Regions from separate parts of the Mus musculus genome. Here regions 1, 2, 3 and 4 are each linked to region 5. Evidence: chromatin contacts called from public HiCAR-type and promoter capture Hi-C data. All regions are on one chromosome and are shown on one strand. The core of a region is the stretch at or near the end of the contact, and the rest is flanking DNA. Distances in the headings are between cores, read along the strand shown.

The links. Promoter capture Hi-C pulls out the DNA fragments that hold promoters and counts their contacts. HiCAR-type assays count read pairs that join an accessible place to other places.
Region 1: a contact with region 5 is called in a HiCAR-type map of fibro-adipogenic progenitors, with 4 times the contacts expected there. The contact joins the enhancer-like site here to the promoter of Lyplal1 in region 5. A contact is called at or near these places in 8 of 39 promoter capture datasets (the 3T3-L1 cell line, cranial neural crest, frontonasal cranial neural crest and 4 more), 1 of 115 datasets of contacts at active chromatin or transcription factors (fibro-adipogenic progenitors) and 1 of 9 other capture datasets (liver).
Region 2: a promoter capture Hi-C map of hippocampal neurons shows a contact between it and region 5, with 2.4 times the contacts expected there. The contact joins the promoter of 9630028B13Rik here to the promoter of Lyplal1 in region 5. A contact is called at or near these places in 2 of 39 promoter capture datasets (hippocampal neurons and liver).
Region 3: a contact with region 5 is called in a promoter capture Hi-C map of neural stem cells. The contact joins the enhancer-like site here to the promoter of Lyplal1 in region 5. A contact is called at or near these places in 13 of 39 promoter capture datasets (the 3T3-L1 cell line, 3T3-L1-derived adipocytes, cranial neural crest and 9 more), 2 of 15 datasets of contacts at CTCF or cohesin (both in the NIH/3T3 cell line), 3 of 484 Hi-C or Micro-C datasets (cerebellar granule neurons, nephron progenitors and ventricular fibroblasts), 6 of 115 datasets of contacts at active chromatin or transcription factors (astrocytes, differentiating embryonic stem cells, embryonic stem cells and 1 more) and 2 of 9 other capture datasets (adipose tissue and pancreatic islet).
Region 4: a contact with region 5 is called in a HiCAR-type map of astrocytes, with 3 times the contacts expected there. The contact joins the enhancer-like site here to the promoter of Lyplal1 in region 5. A contact is called at or near these places in 5 of 39 promoter capture datasets (3T3-L1-derived adipocytes, the HPC-7 cell line, cranial neural crest and 2 more), 2 of 115 datasets of contacts at active chromatin or transcription factors (astrocytes and cardiomyocytes) and 1 of 9 other capture datasets (embryonic stem cells).

Annotation. Positions count from the first base shown.
Region 1 is chr1:185,569,785-185,574,968 of GRCm38.p6, forward strand. No RefSeq gene overlaps it. Among named protein-coding and RNA genes, the nearest start is that of Gm35023, 46 kb to the right of the region's middle. Within about 2 kb of position 3,512, at least 24 of the 459 cell types and tissues checked have an H3K27ac peak or open chromatin away from gene starts, as enhancers often do. A contact at or near this core is called in fibro-adipogenic progenitors, where this site is marked.
Region 2 is chr1:185,440,409-185,446,216 of GRCm38.p6, forward strand. 9630028B13Rik (RIKEN cDNA 9630028B13 gene) reads right to left here and starts at 1,411. Exons shown (of 2, transcript NR_038006.1): 1 at 1,258-1,411.
Region 3 is chr1:185,542,738-185,548,526 of GRCm38.p6, forward strand. No RefSeq gene overlaps it. Among named protein-coding and RNA genes, the nearest start is that of Gm34969, 58 kb to the left of the region's middle. Within about 2 kb of position 3,849, at least 17 of the 459 cell types and tissues checked have an H3K27ac peak or open chromatin away from gene starts, as enhancers often do. A contact at or near this core is called in neural stem cells, where this site is marked.
Region 4 is chr1:186,653,747-186,658,731 of GRCm38.p6, forward strand. The region is part of intron 1 of Tgfb2 (transforming growth factor, beta 2); the gene reads right to left. Among named protein-coding and RNA genes, the nearest start is that of Gm26169, 21 kb to the right of the region's middle. Within about 2 kb of position 1,530, at least 32 of the 459 cell types and tissues checked have an H3K27ac peak or open chromatin away from gene starts, as enhancers often do. A contact at or near this core is called in astrocytes and neural stem cells, where this site is marked.
Region 5 is chr1:186,114,521-186,119,567 of GRCm38.p6, forward strand. Lyplal1 (lysophospholipase-like 1) reads right to left here and starts at 2,790. Exons shown (of 5, transcript NM_146106.2): 1 at 2,637-2,790. The coding sequence starts at 2,730.

The DNA.
Region 1 (5,184 bases), core at 2,262-4,761, 540 kb before region 5:
CAATGTCCTTATATTGTCTCCAGCAGAAGGTGGAGCCCAGATTAAAGGTGTGTTCCACCACACCTTTAATCCCAGATGAAAGGCATAGCCCAGATTAAAGGTGTGTTCCTTAAACTCGGAGATTCAATCTTCTGGAATCCATAGCCACTATGGCTCAAGATCTTCAAACCAAGATCCAGATAAGGATCTCCAAGGCTCCAGATAAGGGTCACTGGTGAGCCTTCCAATTCCGGATTGTAGTTCATTCCAAATATTGTCAAGTTGACAACCAGGAATAGCCACTACACTTAGGTTGTGACCAATTTACCTCAGGGATTCCTCAAAGAGTCAGCTGTTTGTTCGTTTTCTTTTTTTTTTCTCTATAGAGTAAACTAAAAGTAAACAGAAACACTGCCTTTTAAATGTCATGTAAGGATTTGGTCTTAATGATGTTGAAATTCTGTAACTCAATATAATGTGTTTTATAAGTTAATTCCTCACATAATTTTTACATAAGCTTATGGCCCTTAAATGCTCTTCTTGGAGAATGTTACAGGTAAGCTTGTTTATTTGCTTCTCTTCTATTTCTGGCCTTTCTCCTATTTTTTTGTGGAGTATTTATCCTTGTAATTAGACATGCTAGTCCTTTGGTGTTCGGTGTTTATATATTATACCTGTTGTGAATAACTGGTCTTGTGGTTGATATTGTTTGACCTGTATGAATAAAGAACACTGAAGAAGAGCACTGAGAAGAGTGCTTGGTGTGTAAGCATGACGAAGTGAACTGAGTTTCCAGCACCCACATAAGAGCTGGGTGCAGTGACACGTATTTGTTTTATCCCAGCCTTGGGGAAGCAGCGACAGGCAGATGCCTGGGCCATTGGCCAGCCAGTGTAGCTGAGCCAGTGAGCTCCACGTTCGGTGTTAAAGATCCTGTCTTCAAGAACAAGGTGGGACGTGAGAGAGGAAGAGCCTCAGCCCTGATCTCTGGCCCTGATGTGTACTGCTCATGTGTGACAGAGATACGCATGTGTGACGTTGGCCCGTTTATGATAGTGTCAATCTTATGGCTGTGTATACATCAAGGATGGAGGGAGAGAACTCATGTTTAGTGCGATGGATAGTATACCAGCTGTGTTAACTTTTGCCATCTCCTTTCTAAAACCACTGTTCATATGCTAGTTAACAGAGAGAAGGGTAATTATCCCAGCTTGATGAGGAGAGAGTCAGAGGTAAACTAACCTGTCTACAGCCACCTATGGTGTGTGGGCATGGTCCTAGCTTCCTATTCCATTATCCATATGTTTCCACTATATTGTGCTGCTATGGTGCTCAACTCAGTACAGATACAAAATACACCCCAGCAGGTTTGGGCCAGTGTAAATTCTCTAGGATGCAGTGGTACGTATGTATCATTCATATTTGTCAAACCCTATAAAATGGGGATGTAGTTGAGAGGGAGAGACTTTACCTAGCATATGGGAAGCTCTGAATTGAATCCCCAGGACTGGGAAAACAAACTCTTAGGAACCCAGCATAGAGTAACCCAGACTAACCCCTTAGGGACCCATAGACTACACAGCACCAAGAACCAGCTCCTGTGAACTGTGGATCCCAGGTGACAGTGAGGCTTCATCGTAGACCCACACTTCATGCATGGAGCTCACTTTTAAGAAAGCATATGGGAAATAAATGTGACTTCGCAATTTTGCTGTAACCTTAAAAGCTACTGAAATAAATGAAGTCAAAGAGAATTTTCTCTGATCCTGATGAGTAGCGGACTTGGCTAAAGCTACCAGCGCTTGCATAGCCAATGGCTAAGCACAGTTCAGTATTTCTAGAGCGGCAGAGATGAGAAGTTATGTAGCGATGGCCAACCCTTGCCTGGCACTCCCCTCCTGCTCGCTTCTCAGTTCCCATCCCTCATGGATTTATCCTGACACTCACCCTTCCCGCTGGTGCTTCAACATTCGCAATGTAGCCCCCAGATGTGAGAAACTGACAAACAAATCGTTGTGGATTGTGCTTATGAAGTACACACCCAGGCCTTGGTGGTGGGAGCGAGGCTTTGCTTAGAAAGCCTGGCTTAGACTCCATTGAGAAAATCCCATGGTGGGAGTAGCTCACAGGAGATGGGCGTGGGAGCAGACTCCGGGCTCTAATTTGTTCTTTAAGTTTACCTAATGGTTTGCAAGGATGGAACTCTCTAGGCGAGTGCACGTGATACGTTCTCCTAGGAAACTGAGTTCACCAGATAAATCTGTGGAAACCACTCAGGAGTAGGACAAGCAGTGTGAAGACATTTACAAAGGGAGTCACATCTGTGTCTGCTCAGAGATGGGGGAAGGCAGTCCCACTGTGGTGCAACTTCTGTATCTGTTCAGGTTGCAGAAACACAGCCCGAGTGATTTTCAAAGCAGTTACAGGGAATTCCTCATGACTTTAGGCACTTTTCCCCCATGTTACAAAGGCACAGAGGAAAAGACCCCCCCCCCTTTTTTTTTTGCTTGCTCAAGAGTAGAAATTTAGGGGGAAAAGGTCACTCATTCTTATCTCACAAAAGAAAATTTATTCATCTGTTCTCAAGAAAAGAAGTTTTAGCATGTACAAATAGAGGGGCTGCTAAGAGCTTGCCAGCAATACCCACCCTAGTCTTAGGCCCTGTGGAGGGACAGGGACCCCAGGTGAAGGGGGGTGTCACTCTAAGGGACTTCTTCTGCTAAAGTTAGAAGGTTCTAATCCCAGTGACTACACAGACACTCCAAAAGAATCATGTAGTTTTCTTTTTAAGTAGCAGATTTTTGAGAAAGAGAAGGGAGGAGGGGAGGGTAGAGTGAGGGGGAGGGGAGGGGGAGAGAGAGACAGAGAGAGAGACAGAGAGAGACAGAGAGAGACAGAGAGAGAGAGAGAGAGTCTTTTCATTTTCTCTTCCCCATATTTGGGAATGGAGATCTTTAATTCTTTAATTTGGGTGGCAGTAATTTAGCACTGGGTCAGGTCAATCTCACAATGAGCCCATGAGGTGTTGAACCCATGTACTGGTGAGTCTGGAAGTCCCTGAATAGAACCAGGGACAATGTTGGCCTGAGCAATGAGCTACAGCCACCAGCTTGATCAGAATACTAATGAGAGCTGCCATGTGACCACAACATCACTGAATTTCCTCTTTCTGTTGCCAGTGGACATGACAGCTCAGGTTAAGGTATCAGGAAGTCCATGGAGACCAGCGTGACAACACAGAAGGCTGCCCTGTGCCTGCCAACTGCTTCGGATCTCCTCAAGGGAGAGAAACTTTCTCTTGTAGTGTGGAGAAGCAATGGGGATGCCTCATGGTTTTATGGACCACTTTCCACTTTTCCAGATGCAAAAAGAGGGGCTGTAACAGTCTTGAGAACAAGTTGAGCACATCCTCTGGGAGGGAGGGAGTGAGAGAGGGAGGATGGGTAACTCACAATAGATAAGCTATGTGTTTGCTCCAGCATCGCTGGCTCCTTCATCTCACCATGGGGGTGCTGAGTGATGCCACAGGCAGCTGGAAGGACTCATTTATTTGACCTAATTATTCTCCATGTAGACCTGACTCATCCTAACGGGCTCTTCTTCAAAGGAAACGAGAGCCAGATTGCCTCCTTGGCAGCAATGAAAAACAAACGCTATCCACGGAATGGCTGTTAGATTGAAAAAAGATGCAACCTGCCTTTGGGCGCAGCCAGTATTTAATGATGTTACCAAGAATAGAGGACTAGAGAGAGAGAGCGAGAGAGAGAGAGAGAGAGAGAGAGTAGTGTCAGGTTCTGACATTCTAGCTTTCTAAAAATGTTCTTAATAAAATTAACTTGCCCTTGGATGCATGGACAAAAGTAACTCAGAACCCAGGGAGGAATGGAAGCCTTGGGGGTGTTTCTGCCGTTTTCATTAGTGATCCACTAAAGCCTGATGGGGACCGCAGGGGACTTTCATGCGCGCGTGCAGGGGGGGTGGGTGTTATTATTTTTTTAGTCCTTTTGGACGCTCTGTTGATGTATTAAGAATCTCAACCCCCTCTCTCTCAATGAGAGAACAGAGGAAGACTTGAAATGGCTCTCCCTTGACATATTAAACAAATCAAACACAGAATAGGACAGCATGCATATTCCTCTGTGAGGCTTTTAAAGGACCCAAGGATGTGTTTCTGAATGCTTACAAGTTCATCCTGGAGCATCAGGTCACCTGTCTGTATTGGAACCAGGGTGAGAGCTGGGAAGAAACCTCAGTAAGTAGGACAAAGATGGAGTGAGGGTTTGGGCTTGCTTCCTACAGCCCACACGAGTAAGTTAGACACTTGTAAGCCTAGTACTGAGCCACTAGAGGTGGGTTGGGCCTTGGAGCTCACTGGCCAGTCAGCTTCCTATACCATGAGCTCTAGGCTGATGAAAGACCTGCTTTATAAAACATGGTGGATGACTTCCAAGGAAAGACACCAAGGGTGACATCTGGCTATGTGTTTGTGCATACATTTATATTTGTATCCATTCACAAGTGAACACACACACACACACACACACACACACACACATATCAAAGAAAAGAAATATGTCTGAAAGTAATCACTTGTATCTTTCCTGTTCCATATTCCTGTTTTAGAGTTGAAGCTGAGAAGGTCATGACTCTGAGAATACGGGCAAGATGTGAATTCAGAAGACTGAACCTTCTCTCCATTGTAATTTGGTGCCTCGTTGAGGGAGGCCACGTCAAAAGTCTGTTGTGGCCAGAATCTTCATGAACACCATGCTTGACCTTAGGCTATGTCGTAGTGTTGAGATGAAGATGGAAAAATCCCAGGACCACTTGCAAAAATGATCTGCAGCTCAAGCAAACCTTTCCATACCATGGCTGCACAGCAAGCATGCTGTTACAATTCGCATCCCGGCTCGCCCAACTGTGTTTACATCTCTTCCTGGTGCCGGAGCCAGAGCCTGGGGTTCCTTTTGAAACAATTCTGAAAATACCTTGGGTTTGTGTTCCTCTGGGCTCTGCAATAACAAACCTGTTCTGCGGTGTGGCTGGTGTTTACCTAATTGGTGGGAGGATTTTTTAATATCAGAAAGAAAACATTCCTGAGCAGTCCTCATAGGTAAGATGTGGTTTTGTGGTGCTATGATTTGGGGTCGGGGGAGGATGAAGCAAAGAAAAACAATCTAGTTTCTTTTTTTGGGCTAAAATGAA
Region 2 (5,808 bases), core at 161-2,660, 680 kb before region 5:
TCCACAGGCTCTTTGGCGCAAAACTAACTTGCCTACACTTGAAGACCATTTGCCCAGTATTGCATCTTATGGTCATTTTGTGGGCAGTAGAGATTTTGTCCATGATCTTATAGCATCTTCAGCTCCTGTGCAGATAGTTTTCTCTCTGTCAGCAGCCAAGGCTAATAATATTTACAAATCTCCTTGTGCCCATCGGAAAAGTGGGATTCTCAGTATTTAATTGTTGTGTTTGAGTTTGAATTTTCCACTGAGGATCTAGCAACTCTCCCCTTTGTCCCCAGCAATATTCAATCTTTTAAGCTGCGCACAATCACGTAGCTGTCAAAACTAAGAGGTGAGGTGGTTTTCTTTATTGGACTGATATATACAGGTATCTTGACATCAGACTCCAGTCTCAGCTTACTAGTCTAGATTTCTGATTTTGGCTTTAAATTTTTATTATGTGTATGGGTATTTTGCACGTATGTCTTCATTATATGCTTGCCTGGTGCCCTCGGGGGCTAGAAGAGGGCATTGAATCCCATTGAACTGGGGTTACAGATGCTTGCGAGTCACCCAGATGCAGAGAATTAAACTTGGGTTCTCTGCAAGAGCAGCAAGTGCTCTTAACCATGGAAGCATCTCACCAGCTCCTGGCTTCAGAAGGGTTTTGTTGTTGTTGTATTTTGTTTGTTTGTTTGTTTGATAGATTGATTTCCCACCACATTTTTTTTTTTAGTGAGGTCAAAGATTTGACAAAACAACCTAAGGGGAGACCGTTTAATACAGGGAAATTTAATTTCTCACAATTTGGCATTTCCTGCAAGCCAGATGCTCATGACTTCTGACAAGGATCGTTTTAGAAACTTGGCAATGTCAGACTTGGGGACACGATTCAGAAGTACTTCTAAGGACACAGAGTGCCGAAGCAGGAAGACCTTAGAATCCCCAGCACTTATACAAAAAGGCCAGGAGAGGCCAACTGTTACCCCAGCCCTGTGGGGGTGGCCAGAGACGGGGACCACTGGGGGACCACTGGGGTGTTGGCTGCTAGCCTAGCCCCAGATTCAGAGAAGCCTTGTCTCCAGGGAATAAGGTCAGGAAAATATCATCTTCCCTGACCTCTATATGAGCCCACCTCTCTCTCTCCCTCTCCCTCTCTCTCTCTAACACACACACACACACACACACACACACACACACACACACACACACACATACATTTGTTGTAAGACTCAGCATCAGTTCAAGAGCAAAGTTGTCTGGAACCTTGGTTACCTTGGTGGCATGCTTTTCCAGGCTTCCTCTCCTTAGCTTCTCAGCGCTGCATCATGTCAGTTCTGAGGTTGGAGACGGGCCTCGGTGCTCTGATCCGTGCTCCCCCAAAGGCTCAGCTGGGTACTTGTGGTTCAATGGTTTAATTAAGCTCTGCACTTGGCCTCCTTCCTGCTCCACCATATGGAAGGCTGGTGCTTTTGTTGGACGGTCTCTCTTCTTTGTTGTTTTCTGGGTCAGACGTTTATTTTCAAGCATAGATTTGTTTTGTTTTCTAATCACAGGGGGAGGAATGAAGCCGAAGTCTTACAGATGGGCCAAAAGCAACTGCTATCCAAACAAATCTTGTCAGCTCTCACCCCTGAGCTGCACATTCTCACTCGAAAGGCATTTATTTTCTGGTTAAACCTATCATCTACCCTAGGCCCGATTCAAATGATCATCGCCCTTTCTGAATCCCAATCAGTATTTTCTGCATGTGTCCCAATCGTCCCGACTGAGTCTTGTTTAGTTTTCGATGCCTTAAATGTTTTATGCTAATTTCCCTGAGCCTCTCTTATATTGTTCCAAGTTCCACAGTGCCCCTGTTGAGTGGCTACGTGACTCTCCCAGTTACTGTCTAACAAAACACCTCAGACTTATACTTAGGCATTCTGCAGCTTGGAGTCTGGAAGGAACCCAGTGTGAACAGCCTGTGCTGGACACGGTGTCTGAGGTCTCACCTGGGGGCGCTCAGAGGCTGGGGGCGGCCTGGTGGACAACAGATACTTTGCGACTGGAGGTATAGTCACTTACTTTACACCTGGCACCTGGTCTAGTAGGTTCTGATGTTCAGGACTGCTGACCAGACAGCCTGCCATAGATAACCTCTCTGTGTGGCTTCCTCGTGCTTGAGCAACCTCCGGACACAGACGGGAGTAGCACAGGATTCTAAGCACAAGTGAGTGCTTGGACAACCAACATTGAAACATCATTGCCTCCTCAAACCCGAGGCTGTGGTGACCAGGCAGGAGTGTTGCTCCCACAGACCCTGCATCGTGGGGGGTGGAGGGGGAGGAGCATGAAAGTCACTATGTGGAAGCAAAGGCAAAAAGAGGGCATCTTCAAAAACATTCTACATAGCCTTCCCTCTGCACATAGTTTACATTGTATCCATGTGTACAACTCACTCAGATTCCTGAAAGCCCATTGGATAAGGCAAAAGTTCCAAGTCCAGGATCTTAGCATCCTAAATGACCCTGCGTTGCAGATTCTACAGATTAAGTTCCTTGAGTGTTTTCCTATGGCTGGAAGTTCTCTGAGCTAAAGGACCAAACAGACTGCCTTCTACACACATGAGCATCGGAGAAGTGAGGGGGAACGGCACAGGGTACTGGAGCCATGTCCCAGTTGTATTTATGTAGATAACATTCACACCTTTGGGGGTGTCTTAGTTAGGGTCTCGTTTCAGTGAAGAGACACACCATGACCAAGGCAGCTCTTATAAAATGTAACTGGGACTATCTTACAGTTTCAGAGGTTCAGTCTATTGCCATCACGGTGGGAAGCATGGCAGTGTCCAGGCAGACATGGTGCTGGAACTGTTGAGAGTTCTACAACTTGATCTGAAGGTAGCCAGGAGGAGACTCTCTTCCACATTGGGCAAAGTCTGAGCATAGGGCCCTCAAAATCCACCCCCACAGTGACACACTTCCTCCAACAAGACCATGCCTTCTTTTTTTTTTTTCAATTTTTAAAAAATTAGGTATTTTCTTCATTTACATTTCCAATGCTATCCCAAAAGTCCCCCATACCCTCTCCGCACTCCCCTACCTGCCCACTCCCACTTCTTGGCCCTGGCCACTTCTTCGTTCCCCTGTACTGAGGCATATAAAGTTTGCAAGACCAATGGGCCTCTCTTTCCAATGATGGCTGACTAGGCCATCTTCTGATACATATGCAGCTAGAGACACGAGCTCTGGGGGGGTACTGATTAGTTCATGTTGTTGTTCCACCTATAGGGTTGCAGACTCCTTTAGCTCCTTGGTTACTTTCTCTAGCTCCTCCATTGGGGGCCCTGTGATCCATCCAATAGCTGGGAACAAAACACCCATGGAAGGAGTTACAGAGACAAAATTTGGAGCTGAGATGAAAGGATGGACCATCTAGAGACGACCATACCCGGCGATCCATCCCATAATCAGCCTCCAAACACTGACACCATTGCATACACTAGCAAGATTTTGCTGAAAGGCCATGCCTTCTAATAGAGCCACTTTCCATGGGCCAAGCATATTGCAACTACCACAAGGAGGATGAATGCTAATTACTTTCTGAGTCTGGTCCTCTCTTCTGGGGTGGAGCATGAGCTGCAGGCTAAATTACTCTCTGAAGCCTTGCCTTTCTATCTCTGAAAGATTGCTCTGGTCCCCAGGTTGGCTTGATCTAATCCCCTTTGAAGAGTTTTCAGGTAAGGGCACACTTCTTTTTCTTATTTGCCTTTCTCTAGGCCCAAGAAAGCTCGCTCTCCCTCTAGTTCAACTTGTTGGGTATTTCTGAGTGAGCAAATGGCTTACCTTTTCATTTCCTGTATAGCTAAGACTGAAGAAAATGACTGATGGTGATGGTGATGGTGATGGAGAATAGTCTCAGAGAGAGAGAGAGAGACTGACCATTAAAACAGCCATTCTTCTGTAAGCAGTGAGCTGTTGTGACCTGTCAAAACTACCACATGGCATACCCCTTACTTTGAACCTGTCTGGCAGCCCTGTTCCTGTCTCTCCACTGTCTCTGTCCCCACAGGCTTCTTTGGACTCTTGATATTCCTCGTTATTTGTCTTCATCAGAGGGTAATGGAGAATTAACCTCATCTGTCCACTCCCAGACCTCCACTCCAATACCCAGGTCACATCTTGCATCTGCTATTCTCTCTCTCTAAGAGTGCAGGTCTTTGTCAGCAGGCAAGCCTGAAGAGGCATTCCCAGAAGAGACATTGTAAAGCCTGATTCTATGTGAGGGTAGATTGGATGGATGGCCTGGGGGCTGCTTCTGACTTCCTCCCACTTCTTTTTCTGGGTGCCAACACTCAGTCACTGAGTCTCTGGGACCAGCCTTGCTATGCCTTACAATCTACCACCCCACTCCTTAGTCTTCCTTAGTTAGGATATAGATTCCAGGTTATCAGAAATCGAGGCTCTCCCCTATACCCTGATTCCAACAACTACTCCAAACTGATTTGCTTTCTACAGGGGAGACCCTTACATCTTCGTGTAAGATGCTTGCTAGAGCTCCAGCCATCACTTTCCTCCCCCTAAGAAGCAGGACAAAGGAAATGTCAAAAGAGGGCATCAATGTTCCAATTAAGAAAACTTCTGAAAGTACCTCATTCTATTTCTGTTGACAGCTTTAAGGTCACTCAAACATGTGGCTACAGCTAGTTGCAAAAGCAGATGAGAACTAAGGCCTTAGTTTTCAACAAGCACAGGTAAGGACCATGCTCAGCAGATGCGCTAAGCCTTACAATCTACCACCCCATGTTTTAGAGATACATCTTTTAGAGAATCAGGGCTCAGTTCCCAAGAGAAGAACTGAGAGATTGGGTAGTCAGGAAGGCAAGAGGGGCTGGCTTTAGAGCAAGTTTTAATCTGTTATTGTTTAGGGCATGCTAGGGATTAAACCTGGGTGGCCCTGGACATACCAGGCAAGTGCTCTATTGCTGTACTTCATTCCCAGGCTATTTGGGCGGTTGTTTTTTTTTTTTTTTTTTTTAAGATTTATTTATTTATTATATGTAAGTACATTGTAGCTGTCTTCAGACACTCCAGAAGAGGGCATCAGATCTTGTTACAGATGGTTGTGAGCCACCATGTGGTTGCTGGGATTTGAACTCCAGACCTTCGGAAGAGCAGTCGGGTGCTCTTACCCACTGAGCCATCTCACCAGTCCCTGGGCGGTTGTTTTAAGTAGAATTGTCTGATTAGAGATACATGAATAGGAAACAGCGCCTTGGAATGCAGTGGGTGAAAGGAGGGTTGTTTAATCCACAGTGGTAAGGAGAGGCGGCTGCTGTAGAGGCTCTGGGGGGGCCAGAGTAGTGTTTCTTCTGAGTACACTTTACAAGGAACAAGTTTGTTGGTGGGCTGAAGGGTGGGAGACAGGCAGGAATTAGGGACCGTCTCTCTGGCCTAACTCTCTAGGGTGATGCTGATGTCAGTTGCTGCAGAAAGACAAGAGGCTATCTCTGCAATTTGTGTTGGATAGCCACAAGGAATTAGCCGGAAATATAAGGTTTGGGACCTGATAAGGGCCAGCTCCAGGAGACTTATCTGGAAATTCACCTGAATCTAAAGTCAAAGCCCTGAGACTGAGATTAACAACAGAGTGGAGTTGAGGGTGGGAAGAATTGGAGTAGGGAAGAAAAGAGAGGAGGGAGAAACAACAGCGAAAGAGGAGGAGAAAAAAAGATAGTACCCTGGGAGGTTCCATCCTAATACATGACTGAATTCCACACCATTCTCTTAGTCATTCGTGGCCCTGCTTCTTTTCCTACTGTGGACTAAAGGATGATGGGAAGGC
Region 3 (5,789 bases), core at 2,599-5,098, 570 kb before region 5:
CCAGTTCTAGTTAGGACTGCTTGCTCTCTGGACTATTATACAGTTGTCATCTCTTGTTTGCTCCAAAATATTTTATTTCTGGAAACTCCCTTTTGTGATGAATTCCTCATTTTCTAGATGCTAGATTTTAGGTCTTTCCCAAGCCTACTTTACTATCTTGTTTTCATGAACCTTCTGGAAAACATTGCAAATGGAATGCTTTTCAAGACCATGAAATCTAAAAAAAAATTTTTTTTTGTTTACTTGTAGATCATTTGCAAAATAGGTACACTACTTCCTTTTTATTTACGTGGTTCCTAACTATATTGACTGACTTTGGCCAATAGGAATAGATTAAATATAAAACAGTAAATATAAAATATAAAAAAATACATAAATATAAAACAGTAGTTGGAAAATGCTTACCCATTGGGGTAGACCATTTCATGCTGCTTTTTGGACTCTCCACCCCCCAAAACCACAAGAGAAAGTTTAGTTTGTTGGTAAATGAGAGACCATGTGACGCCCATGCAGAGAAATGGTGATAACTCAGGGCCACTCCCTTTCTGCTTTAGACTAACTACCCTTTTGGAGTGAGAGTGAAGTCATCCCACGCTGCTGAGCCCAAGCTTTACTTGACTGTTAAGATTTGCCAAACCAGATAAGATTAGCAGAGCCACTCAGCTGATCTGTAGAATGTAGAGAAAGTATATTCTAAACCCACCAAACTTTATGGTGACTTATTTTCTAGTAAACACCACATAAGACTCTGTCCTGTCAGTTGATAGTTTAGCTGGGTAAAGAATTTTGCTTTAGCAGCTGAGAAGCATTCTTCTGTTATCTAGTCTCCAGTGTAACTAATGGGAATTTTAAGTCATAGGCTTCCTGAGGTTTTACATGTTCTTTCTCCCCTTTGAATGCCTTAAGGACACCATTTAGTCTTTGGTATTTTGAAATTTCACAAAGATGTGCCTAGATTTGGTGAAGTTGACCTCTATTGTGAAGGATACTTGATGGAAATCTCATTTTGAGTCTGAAATGGTTTTCTAATTTGGAGGCCCCTCACTTTTCTTTTCTGGTGATTATGGGCTGCTTTCTATCCATCTCTTTCCTGTGCTCTCTCTGAATTTACGTCCATCTGGATAAGGAACCCTCTGGTGGAAGCTCAAGTTTCCAAATGTGTTTCTCTCCTTTTTATAGCTCTGACGTTTAGATCATTCTGTTTTATTTTCCCCCCTGAAACAGCTCTAGCTTCTTTTGACACATTAAAAATAATTTATTTTTATTTATATGAGAATTTTACATGCATTTATGTATGTGCTCCACATATGTGTCTGATGTCTGTGGAGATCAGAAGAGGGTATTTGATCCTGGAGACATGGATAGTGGGTGCTGGGTGCTGAACCTGGGTCCTCTGAAAGTGTAGCAAGTGCTCTTATCTGCTGAGCTATTCCTCGGCCACCCTCGTCAGCTTCTGAGAACCCTTGCCAGTTTCCTCTGCTTTCCCTCAGTTTAAAGGGCACAACTCTTCTTTTACAGAGGCGGCGCCTTTTCTTTCTCTGGGAATACTTTCCCATGGAGTTTCTATTTCCTTCAAATTATATTCATCTTTGTTGGCTCATCTTGACTCAGCTATTGGCCAGAAGGAGGCTGTGGAATTTGTAGGTGCCTTGAAACTGGGAACAATATCAAACTTGTGAGATCACTAAAATGGAAGCTGTCTTAACTGGTGGGAAGGGCATGTATCTCATAAAGAAACACAATCACAATAATTCTGAATATAAGCTTGGGTTAGCCCATTTATGTACAATTCGAAAGATGTAGGATTTGGAAGTTAGAGATATATGAAAGTGACTTAGAAATTTTAGCCTTAGTTGATTTAATTGATGGGAAGTTTATTGAGTTTCCTTTCATGCACCCGGAGCACTTCAGATACACTGAACAAGTAATTCTCACAGTGTCATTAATAGACGTATAATGTTGAGGATGAGGGAGGTGATTGCCCTTACTATGTTTTGTGAAGCTGCATTACAACGATCCTAATGATAGCTGTAATTTGATGAACACTTTGATTGTGCTTGATGCTATTTTAATAGGGTTTTGAGTTTATTAACTCAGTTAATCCAGATTTGCTGACGAGCAAAAGAACGTATGAGTTCCTGTCCAAGGTGACATCATTTGTTCAAAGTCATGCCAACTCTATCAAGGAGTATTCAGACTTCAATGTAAGTGGTCTGGTTTCAGAGTCTATACCCTTGACCTGTTTCTCTAATTGCTCTGGAAAACACCCAGAAGAGGTGACAGGAGAGCATTCTTGGGCTGGTGAAAGGCACAAAACCCAAATCAAGCAAGGATTTCCTGAAGGTGTTCATGAATACTAGGTGGACAGGAAGTTGATAAGTACTTTTAAATATTTGAAAATCCTTTTCACTAAAGAGGACTTAGATGTATTCTCTTTGACCCAAGGATAGAGCTCAGACTGATGACAGACAGGTACCATAAGAAAGAAGTTAGCTGGATCTGAAAACCATCTTTTAAAGATAATGTTTTCAAATATTGTGTGGTTTACTTTGGAAATACGTTTTCTGACATCAGAGCTGTGCAAGGAGTGGGTATGCTGGTGGAAGATCTGAACTGTTCCAAGAAGCTGAGTGGGAAGGTCTCTGTAAAGAGATCATTTTATTTTGCTATGTTCAAGCAAATGGAAACAGTTTGAAATATTTTATCTCTGAAGGACAGCATCTGGCATTGAGTGAGCAGTTAGAAATTGAGTGTGTTACTCTTCAGTTGAGGGGACAGGGGTCCTTCTTGATCACAAGACTGTCTCAAGATCTTACTGCTAGTTGGAAGCACAGCAGGAAATGAACTCTGGTCTTCTCTACTCTAAGTTGAGTTTTCTTCACAACACGCACGTCGTTCTCTAGTGCCCTGTGAAGTGTCTCCCTTGCCTTCTGTTTCACCCAGTACATGCATAGCCCCGCTTCCTTCCATCTTCACTAAGAGCGATGAGTGCTGGCCAGTGCTCCTGGCAGCCAGTAATCTTTTGTTGCTCTTAGCTCTTCTCCTTGGCCGGAGTGGGACACACCCATTTCTCATTTGCAGTCATCTGAAATTAGAACTCTGAAGAATAAAACCCAAATGGTCATAGTAACTGTTGGTTGAAGTCATTGCTCAAATACTTGCTTTGGGACCAAGGTCCAGGTCTGGTACCCATGTGCTAGTAGCTTTCATCCAGATGCCCCCTCTCCAGAGACAGCCAAGCATATATTTTGTGTCTGGATGAAGACATTGCTCTTACCCAGCAAAACCGTGAGCAGGTGGGCAGGTTATAGAGGCCCAGAACTAAGCAGTAGCTTTGTCCAGGGCTCCTTTATTGTCTGTCCTGTGCCTTAGGTTTTAGGGTCTGTGCTGACAATTCTAGTTCCAGCCCACATATACTATGACCTCGATGCATACACTTAGAGGTTTTCACACTCAAACCTCTCCTTTAGTCTTATACCTCTGACTGGAGAGATCATTTGTCTTTTAGTATGTGGAGGCTAAGCGAAGTGGGTTATTTTTTGACAAGTAGTTTTAAAATGTACCCTTAGACTGATATTTTGCTTTTAGGGACATTTATTTGATTTTGTTTGGAGTGTGTGTGTGTGTGTGTGTATGCATGTGTGCATGTGTGCATGCATGTGCATGGTTTGTTTCAGTCAGCATTTAGCTTGATGTGGTAGAACTCTACAAAACCACTAGAGGGCAGGAGAGTCTAAAGAATGAAAAAAACAAAACAAAAACCCAAATCAAAAATCCCAGTGTTGCCAGTCAGGAAAACAAACTGCTCTTTGATCACTTAGCAGCCAAGCCATCAGAATGATCTGCAGACCCAGGCAAGCCTTTAGAACAATAGAGGTGTGTTGTGGGTAAAATGGCCTAGGATAGTCAGACTCTGCCTAGAAGGCTGTGGACTCCTGAGCCTAAGATTTACAAGCTGTGATCTTTGGCAAGTTGTTTCACCTCTCTGAATTGTGTTTTCCTGTTTGTAAAGATGGGCTCCATCACCTAGGCATACTGGGGGCTTCAGCAGAATCGCTCCTGCCCCATGTCCTTCCAGCATCCCTGTCTGCTTGGTTCCGATGCCTGATGTCAGTCCTCCCTCTCTGCCCACAGAGATTCCTCCTTGTGGACTTGGCTCTCTTGCTTTGTGGGCCGCCCCCAATGGTATTTTTGAGAGCCCTTGATTGCTGTGTTCTAATTATTTGTTTCCTAGTCTATTACCCACAGTGGACAAGCACTTTCAGAGCACAGCTCCTGGGTATCTCTGCCCTGGAGCAGGAGCTATTTAAAACATATGCTTTCCTTTGTGTATAAGATTTTCCCTTTAATTTAATTTTTTTAGTTATTCACTTTACACGCCTCTCACTGCTTCCCTTCTGGTCACCCCCCCCCCCCCAATCCTTCCCCTACACCCCTTCCCCTTCTCCTCTGAGCAGATGAGTGCTTCCCTAGCACTTCATGTCTCTGCAAGGCTAAGTGCTCCCTCTCCCACTGAGCCCAGACAAGGCAGCCCAGCTAGAAGAACATCCCACAGACAGGCAACAGCTTTTGGGATAACCCCCGTTCCAATTGTTCAGGACCCACATGAAGACCAAGCTGCATATCTGCTACATATGAACAAGGAGGCCTAGGGTCAGACCGTGTATGTTCTTTGGTTGGTGGTTCGGTCCCTGAGAGCTCCAGGTTAGGTGACGCTGTTCGTTTTCCTGTGGACTTCCTATCTCTTTATGAAACCCCATGCTCCATCCACTGTATGGCTGCTCTTAAGCCAAGCAGGAGTGTAGACACAGGGGAGACAAGGCCCCGGCTTGCATGAGTTTACAGATCAAGTCATGTTTTAGTTAAGCATAATAGCATGAGCTGGATGTGGTAGTATGGACCTGTAGGCCCAGCTACTGGCTTGAACCCGAGTGCCAGGATAGCTGACCAATAGAACTTGTCTTAACTAGGCAACTCTTCCCCACTCCCAGTGCATGATGGGTCAACATGCATGACAGTCACCTGATAAGTGATCATACCTGCAGAAGTAAGCAAGTGGCACATGGTGTAGAGGAGGAATAGACAATATACCTCGTGGGGATAGAAAGATGGCTCAGTGGTTAAAAGCACTGACTGCTCTTCTAGAGGAACAGAACTCAATTCCCAGTACCCCATGCCAGCCCACAACTAACTATCTCTAAATCTAGCTATAGAGGATCTGATGTCCTCTTCTGGCCTCCGCATGCATCAGGTTCACATGTGGTGCACAGACAGACAGACAGACAGACAGACAGACAGACAGAGAGTTGGTCAAAGGTGAAGGACAGTAGCTGACTTGCAAGGGCACTCAGTGATATGGTGGTCTTCATTGGGATTATACCACATGTGCGTGTCCGCATGAGTGTGTGCGTGAGTGTGTGTGTGTGCGTTTGTGCTTCTTTTTCATTTATTAATACCCCATAGTGATTGTAAACTGTAGAAGAGGACCATGATCATCCCAGGAATGATGGCAGAGTCCCTGGCAAAAACAGCCATGCCCTTTGTTTTTGGCATTTGCCACTGTACCTCTGAGCCCCAGTTTAGGGGCAGGTTCCCCCATCTGAGGGTAAGAACAGAGTTACGGCTGCTCCAGCCCAGCTTGCTACTGAGGTCCAGGCTGCCTTCCTCATATTAGTACTTTTGTTCAAAACTCCTAATGAGCTGGGTGTGGTGGAGTGAATTCCTGTAACATCCTCGGCTTGGGAGGCCGAGGCTGTGTGGGTCAAGAGTTCAAGGCTAGCCTGAGTTAT
Region 4 (4,985 bases), core at 280-2,779, 540 kb after region 5:
ATTCCTGTGTCAGGGGTCGAGTGGTCGTCTGCCCCTCCCCTGCTCTGGCTACATAGTTTTGCTAAATCGAATTTGGGGAATTGGAGAGCTGGGGGCACAGGGATTTAACTCCTCAATAATTTGCAAGGTATCGGTATACAGAAAGCTAAATGCAGCATTTAATCACGTATGACTTCATAAACATAACATACTGACTTGAGTCTGTTCCAAATAAGTAATTTATTAGATATACTGCATTCTCTCTCTAAAAGCACCTTGGGCTCAGGTGTCTTTTATTTACAGTTCTTTACTTCTGCATAGACCACAGCTGACTTCTTGGCCTTGTGACCAGAGCAGGTGTGGGGTCCTCATATTCAGGCCCTTACTCTGAGTTGAATGCCCTGTGGTATCATTTTGAAATATTTGATAACGTTTTAATTCATTTCTTTGATGTGAAGTCCTATAGGACAATGGGTGTGAGCTTGGAACCTCAGCCCTTGTACTGATCTATCCTGCCAGGATTTGCTGCTTCTGCCCTTTGCTCTCTGCTGGTCCTAGCCTCACACAAGGTTCTTGGATCACATGGTGATCACTATTGTCCTCTATACTTAGAAGAGCTGGGGTCAGGCACACCACTCAAGTCATTTTGTGGTGGCAACTGCCCGGTCCCTTGATGGCAGTGTCATGGTGCATTCAGGAAAACATCCACTGGGGATCCCTAGCCCACTTTACTTACCAAGCATAAGCCACTGTGGAACTTAGAATATCTTGGGATACAGCAACAGACTTATGGGGAAGAATATGCCTGCTTGGAAATAGCACAGGCAGCTAGGGTCAGAGGAGCCCTAGCAACAGGTAGGCTGAACATTTTGAGTTAACCAGTGCCTGTGAGAATCTCTCAGTGAAATAACACCTAGCACCATCACAAGGGAGCAGAGCCAACATAGTCAGAGGCCAAGGGCAGACAGAGAGACAGAGAGACAGAAACTGAGGGTGGGAAGGCAGAGAGAAAAACAGAGACAGAGACAGAGAAAGAAACTATGAAACAAAGCCAAAAGTTGTACACACTATGACCGACCTTTCTTCCTTCTTTTTTTTCCCTCCCTCCATCCCTCCCTCCCTCCCTCCCTTCCTTCCTTCCTTCCTTTCTTCTTCACTGGTGCTTCCTTCCTGATGGTACTAGGAAGTAATCCAGGGCCTTGTGTATGCCATGCAATTGCTCTACAACTGAGCTATATCCCCAGCTGTTCTAGAATTTTCTACAGGCCCTCTTTTTCTGACTGAGCAGGAGACCCCCATGGTTTCTCTTTGAAGAAAGGCCCTGCTACATTCACACAGACCGTGAAGATCTCACTCAGGGCAGGAAAGTCTCAGTGGGGATCTCAGCTCGAATACCAACTCGTTGGCTGAATCCACCAGGAGCGCCATCTAGCTTTTCAGAGCCTGTCTCTTCTCTATGTACCCAGGCAAGTCAATATTGAATGGTGCTGTCGTGACCACATGAGAAAACAGAAGGGAAGTTGGAGCCCTGGATCCTGCACAAATCTCTCCTCAGGTCCCTTGCAAAGCTGCCAAGTGGCCACTGGGTCTTTGTGAATGTGCCCAGGAGGGAAGCTCTCTTGCTGCCTGACAGAATTCATTAGAGGCAAAGAGAAGGAACAAAACCAGCTGCATGTCCCAGGGTACCAAATAAAGGGCTCTGTGTGCTCTAATTCCTGTCCTCTGTATGGTGGAGGGCAGGGAGAGTAGTAGCCAGAGTTTTTGCAGTTCCCACCATCTTCCACTTGTTTAACTGAAAGTCCTGGATACTCTAAAGGGTGACAAGACGATTCCATTTTCCCATCAAAAGTCTCTACATGGAGCAATGCTACCCCTACCCCATAATGCTCAAAGAGGTCTCAAAAAGGGGGGGGGGGTGGTCAGGTATAGCAGCACACACTCATAATCTCAATGTTTTGGAGGCTGAGGTAGGAAGACTGTCATGGGTAGGAAGCCAGCCTAGACTAGACATCAGCTGTTCTAAGCTGACTAGGGATATATAGGAAGGCAAAACAAAACAAACAACAAACAACAACAACAAAGAAACAAAGTCCGGCAGTGGTAGCGCATGCCTTTAGTCCCAGCACTCAGGAGGCTGAGGCAGGTGAATCTCTACATTTGAAGTCAGCCTGGTCTACAGAGTGAATTCTAGGACAGCCAGGACTACCCTGTCTGGGAAAAAAAGACAAACAAACAAATAAAACAAAGAAACAAAGTTGAAGAAAGGTCTTACATATGTGTTCTGACAAAGAACGAAGAAACAGAATCTGTAAGACATGTGCTAGGATGTCCAGAGCTCTGCTCTTAGCGCTCTAGGGTTTATTCCTCCACTCAGTTGGTTACATCACAAAATTGACAAGAAAAAGACAGGTGGCCTGTTGAATTCTTGGGTCAAAAATCTACAGATATTTGCTGTATTTGCTAAATACTGGTTCTCAAAGTGCTGTTCTGGGTCCACAGCCTTGTGAACTTGGAAACCTGAGATAAAATACCCACCACTGGAGAGGGGCACATTATGCACCAGCTCTGAGATATCCTCCCTTCCCCCATGATTCAACCTGCTGGCTCAACCTACTGGCTCAACCTGCTGGCACACTGACTGATCCCTGGCTGGTCAAGCCAGTGCTGTTACACAAGATCACTGGAGATCAGGAGAAACTCTTGGTGCCCAACAGCAGCAGTCATCTAAGTAGAACCCACCAGTGTTCTTTGTCCTTGGGGAATTTCCATGATGAGCAAGAAAGGTCAGCAGGTCAAACTGAAACATAGACGGTGTGGGTTTGCAAGGGCTTGGTAGTAGTCTGGGGAGGTTTTGTGTGTTCTGCTCCCTGAGGGCATCATAACCTACCTGCACTTTAAATCCAGCTAGACTCCTCCCCCAAAGCTGTAAGAGGCTTCCAAGCCAATGGAGGGCCCTTCTGGAAAGAGTGGAGCTCAGACTCCTGAGGCTGGGGAAATTAGGAACACACAGGAAGGGAACACCCCTCCCCTGGGATCTACTTTTTTTTCCTCTTGGTTGGGAATTGAAAGACTTCTGCACAATGAGAAAATTGAACTTGCCTGCAAAGGCATCTCTTAAAAAGATGTTAAAAACAATCTCTTCTTTAGGCTAGAATGTTTGTAGCCTCTAGCTTAACTGTCAAACATTCCCCTCCCATTAAACCTAACCATACACCTCATAAAACTAGTTTACAGTTCCATCTGCCAAAGAAAATTCTTTGAGATAAGATAAATACATAAACCAGCTCATATATTTTTAGCTAATTTTTAAACCACGTAATCTTTACATTTTGTTGGAAATTATGACATGACTTAAAGCATGGAATTCTAGATTCAGTCATTGTGGAAACAACTGAAAGCGAGGCTCCTGAGGGGCCAGCATGTAATACCTTGGTTGTATACAGTCCTTTCCTTAAGTCTCCCTCTCTGGAAACATTCACCCTTAAACCTGAGGCATGTACCACCCCTTATCTTGTCTTAATAAACGTATGTACGGCGATAAATGTTGACTGGTCTTCAGATTCTTTTCTGCAGTGTTGGCAAGGATCTGCTCTGTCTGAACAGAGATTCCTAAGTGGGGAGCACAGCCTAGGAGCACAGGGCTGAGCTCTCTGTCTTCTCACTACCGCTAGCACTCAAAGAATGAGAATAGTCTACATTTGCTACATTTCCTAGGAGACTCTTGAGTACCTTAGATTTTGAGAATCACTGAAATAAAGGACAGGGGGAAAAAAAGCCACAAATAAACTCCAAAGCACAAAGGAACATCTAGGCTTTTGATCAGACATTGCACATATCACATGAGTACATCAGACATTGCACATATCACATGAGTACAAGTATCCACCTGTCTTCCAAGATAAGAAACTCCAGCACAGGCAGAAGAATTCACGTCCTTGCAGACATCTGGTGTAAGCAAACGTGGTAGGTCTTCATGCTATTCTCATTTTAATGGCCTCCATTGCTTTTGACCTCTGAATCCCACTGTTTAAGAATGGGCACTCAACCTGAGGGCTTTATCAGCATCCTAGATGACTGGTTGGATGGCGGGTAATTCTTTGCACTGCCATTTTTGAGAACTTCGACCATAGACTCTGATCGTGGGACCAAATGACTTTGGCCAGCCTTCCATTTCCAGTTCCTCAATTCGTGAATTAGCTAGGGATGAATAAAGTGTGCCTACCCCACCCTGCCCTCCCATAAAAGAAAGGACCGCTCTGCTCATACTGCATGCGCTGCAGAGAAACCACACTACTTCCGAGATGAAGAAACGCAGTGTAGGCAAACGGAAATAACTTTTAGCTGGCATCAAGGGGAGGAGGTACTTGCAGTCAAAAGTACGTTGCTTCTACACTCTCTGCCTCCTGTGAAAAGAGACTCACAATGTGGGCTGCGTGAATGCCACCCGGGCAGAAGTGTCAACGATGGCATTTGATGGGCTACTGCGACAAGAACACAAAGAAGGAAGCTAGGTCCCCTTCATTAATAAAGGTCACCTTGAGAAAGTTTGATGGGAGGAGCTACATCTTCACTCCCTAATAGACTGCTCCCTGGTTGGGTGGGGGAGCTGGGGCTGCACCCTGTGACCATCTCCAGTAAGAGGGATGTTGCTAACTCCAGTATTGTCTGCAATCTTTCCGACTTCCTCCGTACCTACTCCCTTAACCCTATTAGCATCTACATATAACTCTGCTGGAACCTTCCAGCAGAAGGGACTCTTTGTTTCCCTTTCCAAGACAGACTCCACCACCCTGAAGCTTAGCAGTGATTAGTATGGACATGTGACATGCTTAGTGAGTGTAACGGTCCCTCATTCCTGACATCCTCAGTGTGCAGGAAAGTAGACACCCCCCACCCCACCCCAAATGCAACAAGACAATCAACGCACCCATCAGTTGGAGGGCAATAAATCAGTCCTATTTGTGTGTGCATAGGTGCAGCCAGCAAGAAACCAAGACAATTGTGTT
Region 5 (5,047 bases), core at 1,540-4,039:
GGCTGAGCACACTATCTTTATTATTACATTATCTGGAGGCAGTGTTTATCAGTTAGAAAACGATCCTCGTGGTGCATTTCAGGTCTCTTTGTTTGTAGTAGGTAGGATAATTTCTTCTAGAAGAGAATTCTGTTAAGCTGTTGTTTGACACTATTCGTTTCTCATTTTACCCTTTAAAAAAAATCCCAGTGTGATTTACACCATTGTAGCTGGTGTGACCTAATACAATTTTCTTGGTGACAACAAGTCTTCAAGGAGTGGATAAGGCAGTCACTGTACTTCAAATATAAATGTGAAGAAATCAGATTTTAATGGTGTTGATAATATTTATATAACCTAACATCATGCCCCCCCCCAAAAAGTGTAATAGTGTAAGAGTTAATGTATGTTTACCTGCATGGAGACAGGAAAAGAACCCAAGTGCCTTACATGTCACTGAGAGGAGGGTGGATAAAGAGAGGTGGAGAAGGCAGTGTCTACTGGACAAGGCTCCCACTTCCTGGGGTTTCTTGTAACTTCAGCAAGATCTGACTGAGCACCTTCATAAAGACATTATAAAGGGAGAAAGACAGCAACCATACACAGAACAGCCTTTATCAGCCTTAAAGGTCAGTGCGGGTCACAGACTTAGGAATCACAGGTATGATGGATGTCCGTGAAGGAAATAATGGAGTTTAGGGACCCGTGTGGGAGGCTGAAGCCAGCCACAGAGAAGACCATTTACATCATTCACTGTAAGAGTCGCCGTTTCCCCTCAAAGTTTGGAAGTAGAAAAAGGTTCAAATACACCTGGTGGCATATTCACCCAGGGAGGCCAGGAACTTATGTAGGAGCAGAGGCAGGAAACACAGAGCACAGCTGATACTGGTTTGTCCCCATGGCTCATGCTCAACCAGGTTTATACAACCCAGACCCACATGCACAGGAGAAGCAATGGCCACAGCAGGCAGGAGCCTCCTAATCAACCAACAACTGAGACCATTCACCATAGACACTGCCACAGGCCAACCTGAACTGGGCAATTTCTCAGCTGAGACTCACTTTTCTCAGGTGACTCCAAGTTCCAATTAATTAATAATAACAATTAGCAGAACAGGCCAACTCCTAAAAGATCTTTTTATACATCAATGGAGATCCAATTATATAAGAATAATATACCTGAACATCTGGAAGAATTATTTAGATGAATTTTTTTCCAATGTACAAAGGCAAGTTTTACACACGCATGCGCGTGCGCGCGCACACACACACACAGACAATACACACAAATGAATAAAATACATACAGAATAGGTGACTCTGTTTTCAGACATACATTATAGGTTATAAAAATGTCAGTAATTTGAAATAGAAAAATAGGAAGCACTAAGCAAGGTGGTCCAGATGGGGGGAAAAGAACAAACTCTAGTTCTTTCTAAAGACACTGAATTAATTACGAGAAGGAATTACTATGTGGGAATTTTGGATGCTCATCACTGAATTCTCTTGGGTGCTGGATTATTAGGCAGCTAGCTATAAAGGTGTAAGTCTCGTGCCAGGCCTTTCCCTTTACACAACTTTTATTACTCTATTTCTAGAATGATACACCATAGTTGAGGGTTTCCCTCCCCCTCCCCCCAGAATATTAATTCCAAGTCAGACATTTGGATTCAAACCCAGCCTCACTACTCCTTAAGCAACAGCAAGAAAGCGTTTCTAGTCCCGTTTTGTTTTTTTTTTGTTTTGTTTTTTTTTTTCAAAATGGAGGGAACACTCCAATCCCGTCGTGTTCTAGTCCCCTAAGCCTACACAGGCCTCAGCATAACGCAGTGCTCCTGAAAAGCTCTGACAAGCCCTTCATTCACAATGTCCAACCCCATTTTTTTTTCTTTCCTTACTATTCTCTTGGCAGTAGCCCATGCACCATCTTGTGATCTCCTATCCACTGCTGACTCAAATTAATTGAATTGTTTTTGTTTTTAAATTTAGGTAGGCCCCTTGAGGACACCGCCTGGATCTCATTTCTTAAATTAAAAAAAAAAAAAAAATTTTTTTTTTTTCCTTTCCTGAGAACTTACCCCGGGCCAACCAAGCACAGTGAGCAAGGATTAAGTCGGTGATTCTTGTGTTTTCCTCTAAGGGTGCTCCCTAAATGAAGCGGACTTTATACTTACCTCGAAGGTTTTACAAGAGGGCATAGGGGAAACCAGGGTGGTGGACCATCAAAAAAGACAGGTGGGAGGCGCAGGGGAAACCCGCTGGTGGTGCTAAGCATACACTTACACAGTGTAAATATGATCCAAAAACGTCTCTATGACACCGGCAAGGCAGACAACAGCTTAGGACCTGCAATAGGGGTGTGTGGTGGGGTATGTATGTCAGATCACTGCTGGTCGACCCTGAAACAGTGGTTAATCCACGTGCCTGGAGACTTACACCGATATGGTGCTATGACTGAACTTGGGGTTAGGTAAGGACTGCCGTTCGACCATGCTGTGGGTGCACGGGTCAAGCACACCAGCGAAGGAAGGAAGAGGATGAAGATGAGTGCTATACAGAAAGAGGAGCCCTCGGGCGACCCTGGGCGCTGGGGGACCGAGAAGAGGGTGCTTCCCCTACTGTAGCGAGCGGGTCGGAGACCACGAGACTGTAATGCACCTGAGCCGTGCAGGAAGATCAGCGAGGCACTGTGTCTCCCGGTCGGGGACACCACACAACGCGGCAGGTGAACAGCGCTGGGCACAGCAGCCATGGCGGAGGAGAGATGGCAAGGCGCGCGGCCACGTCCCTAGCGTCACGGGGCCGCGCGCGCAGGCAAGCAGCACCAGCATGGGTGTGCGCATGCGCCGTGCCTGGCGCCCCGCCCCTAAATCTGACGAAGGAGTGCTCAGCTCTGGATTCTGCTGAGGAATGCTTTCCTTAGGTCAGGTTCCTCCATTGTAATGACTGAGAATAAACTTTAGTCCCGAGAATTTGCTGCAGGTTTTAAACTGCAGTTCTAAAGCTCAGGATCACCCAGTTTGGGAAATATTACTGTCTTTAAATTTTTACAGATATAACCATATTTTATATAACCATCCGCTTTGGGGCTTGCACCAGATGTTCGTAGCTTTTTGCACACAGGGTGACCCAGCCATATAATAATTTCTTTTGTATGTGTGTGTGTCTTTGTCTTTTTTCTAATAGTTAACAGATAGATCTAATTTAATGAGCTAGGACTTCACATTCTTTGGCATGGCTGTTAGCAAAACTGTGGGCAATGATTAGTGGAAATGATTACAAGCTGGAGATGGTTGTGCGTGGCTGATGGCAGCAGGAAGTAACATGAAAATAAGTGTGGGATTAAATGACCCACAACTTCAATTTCTGGATACATCCCCTTCCTAAAAAGAACAAATCAGGCACTTAGATAGAGGCTCCTACATCACTATCTGCGGTGGTATTTACAGACCGCAAAGGATAAAACAACCCCCATGCCATCTCCACGCGGATGGACAGGATACATGGTATGCGTGTACCAGTAAGTACCGTCACTGCTAACAAAGACAGAATTCCCATCCCAGTACAAAATAGACTAGCTTGTGTTGTAATCATAAAAAGATAAAGAGCTATAACAATATGTTCTGGCAGGGTGTGGGGGAAGGATATGTCTCAGCGGGCCCATGCCAAGGCAGTCCTTTCCCCTGTATAGAACAGAGCTTATTCAGGGCATGGGGAGAGGAGTTAAGAGTGTAGAAGAGGCAGAGAGAGGCAGGGAGTAGAGAAGCAGAGGCCCGCCATGAGCACGTGTAGAGAGGGGTGAGGGGAATGGGGCAAGAGGCAAGGGAGAGAGAAGCAGAAGTAAGAGAACACGAGAGGCAGGAGAGGGAGAAGGGGCCAAGCAGCCCCTTTTGTAGTGAGTCGGCCTACCTGGCTATTGCCAGGTAACTGTGGGGATGGAATCCATACAGAATACCAATAGCTTTGAAAACACTGTGTTGGTTAAAAGAGACAGATAGAAAAGGAGAAACTAACTGACTCCATCCAGACAGGCAGTAAAAGAAGGCTTTCCTTACAAGGGCCAACTCACTATAAAAGCCACAACAGGAAGGTAATAGGGACTGGAGTCCTACCTGCAGGCTAGGCTTGGCTTCTTACCTGGAACTTGACCCTTCCTAGAGTCACAATCACTGTTAGACAGGGCCAGACTGTTCTGAATCTAAGCACTGCTCCTTCATCTTTCCATGACTTGAAAGCTATGGTTGCTTTCATCTACAGTTACAGAACAAACATCTCTGTCCCTGGAGTTAGAGATGCCATCTGGTAGGCACACTGTTGGGGCTGTGCTTCTTTCCGGTCCTATCATACTTTGAAATGTAATTAGGTTGCAGGCTGTCTGGCAGCCCCTTTTAAGACCGATCTTTTGCTCTGTTACATTGGCAGTGGGAATATCCAAGGAGGATTTTCACTGTTACATTCTTTCCCTCTTCCTACAACTTCTTGTTTCTTTGTTGCTGCTCATATGTTTTTAGCCAGTCTGTCCAATCACCCTGTTTGATAACATCAGTGATAGACCAAAACAGTCAGCATAGAGCACACAACTAAAGCAAAGAAAAGAAATAAGAAAAACAGTCTTCCATTTTTTCCCAAATTTTTTTCATGTCTTCTGGGATAAAAAAAAATACAAGGTTAAGCTAGGTGTGGTGGCACTTGCCTTTAATCCCAGCATTGGGGAGGCACAGACAGCAGATCTCTGTGACTCCGGGAGCTCCCTCTGGGTGTTATGGGAGATACCAGGTCAGGGTTTAATTTCCTATGCTGTGTTTAGGAATTCTTTAAGGTGAATGTGTTATCTTTACAGAACATGTGAAGGTCCCGCCCTTGGAGTGCAGCATCTGATGTTTGAGATGGTGGCAGTTACATGAAATCCAGCCCATTACCCCTTTTCTCATTTATGACCCTGAATGTGTCTTCTCTGTTGGTTAATTAATTAATTAATAATTTTTACTTATTCTTATTACTGGGTGCATGTATGTGAATAACCTGCTGGTGTGTGTGTCACGGTACACATGTGGAGGTCAGAGGACAGC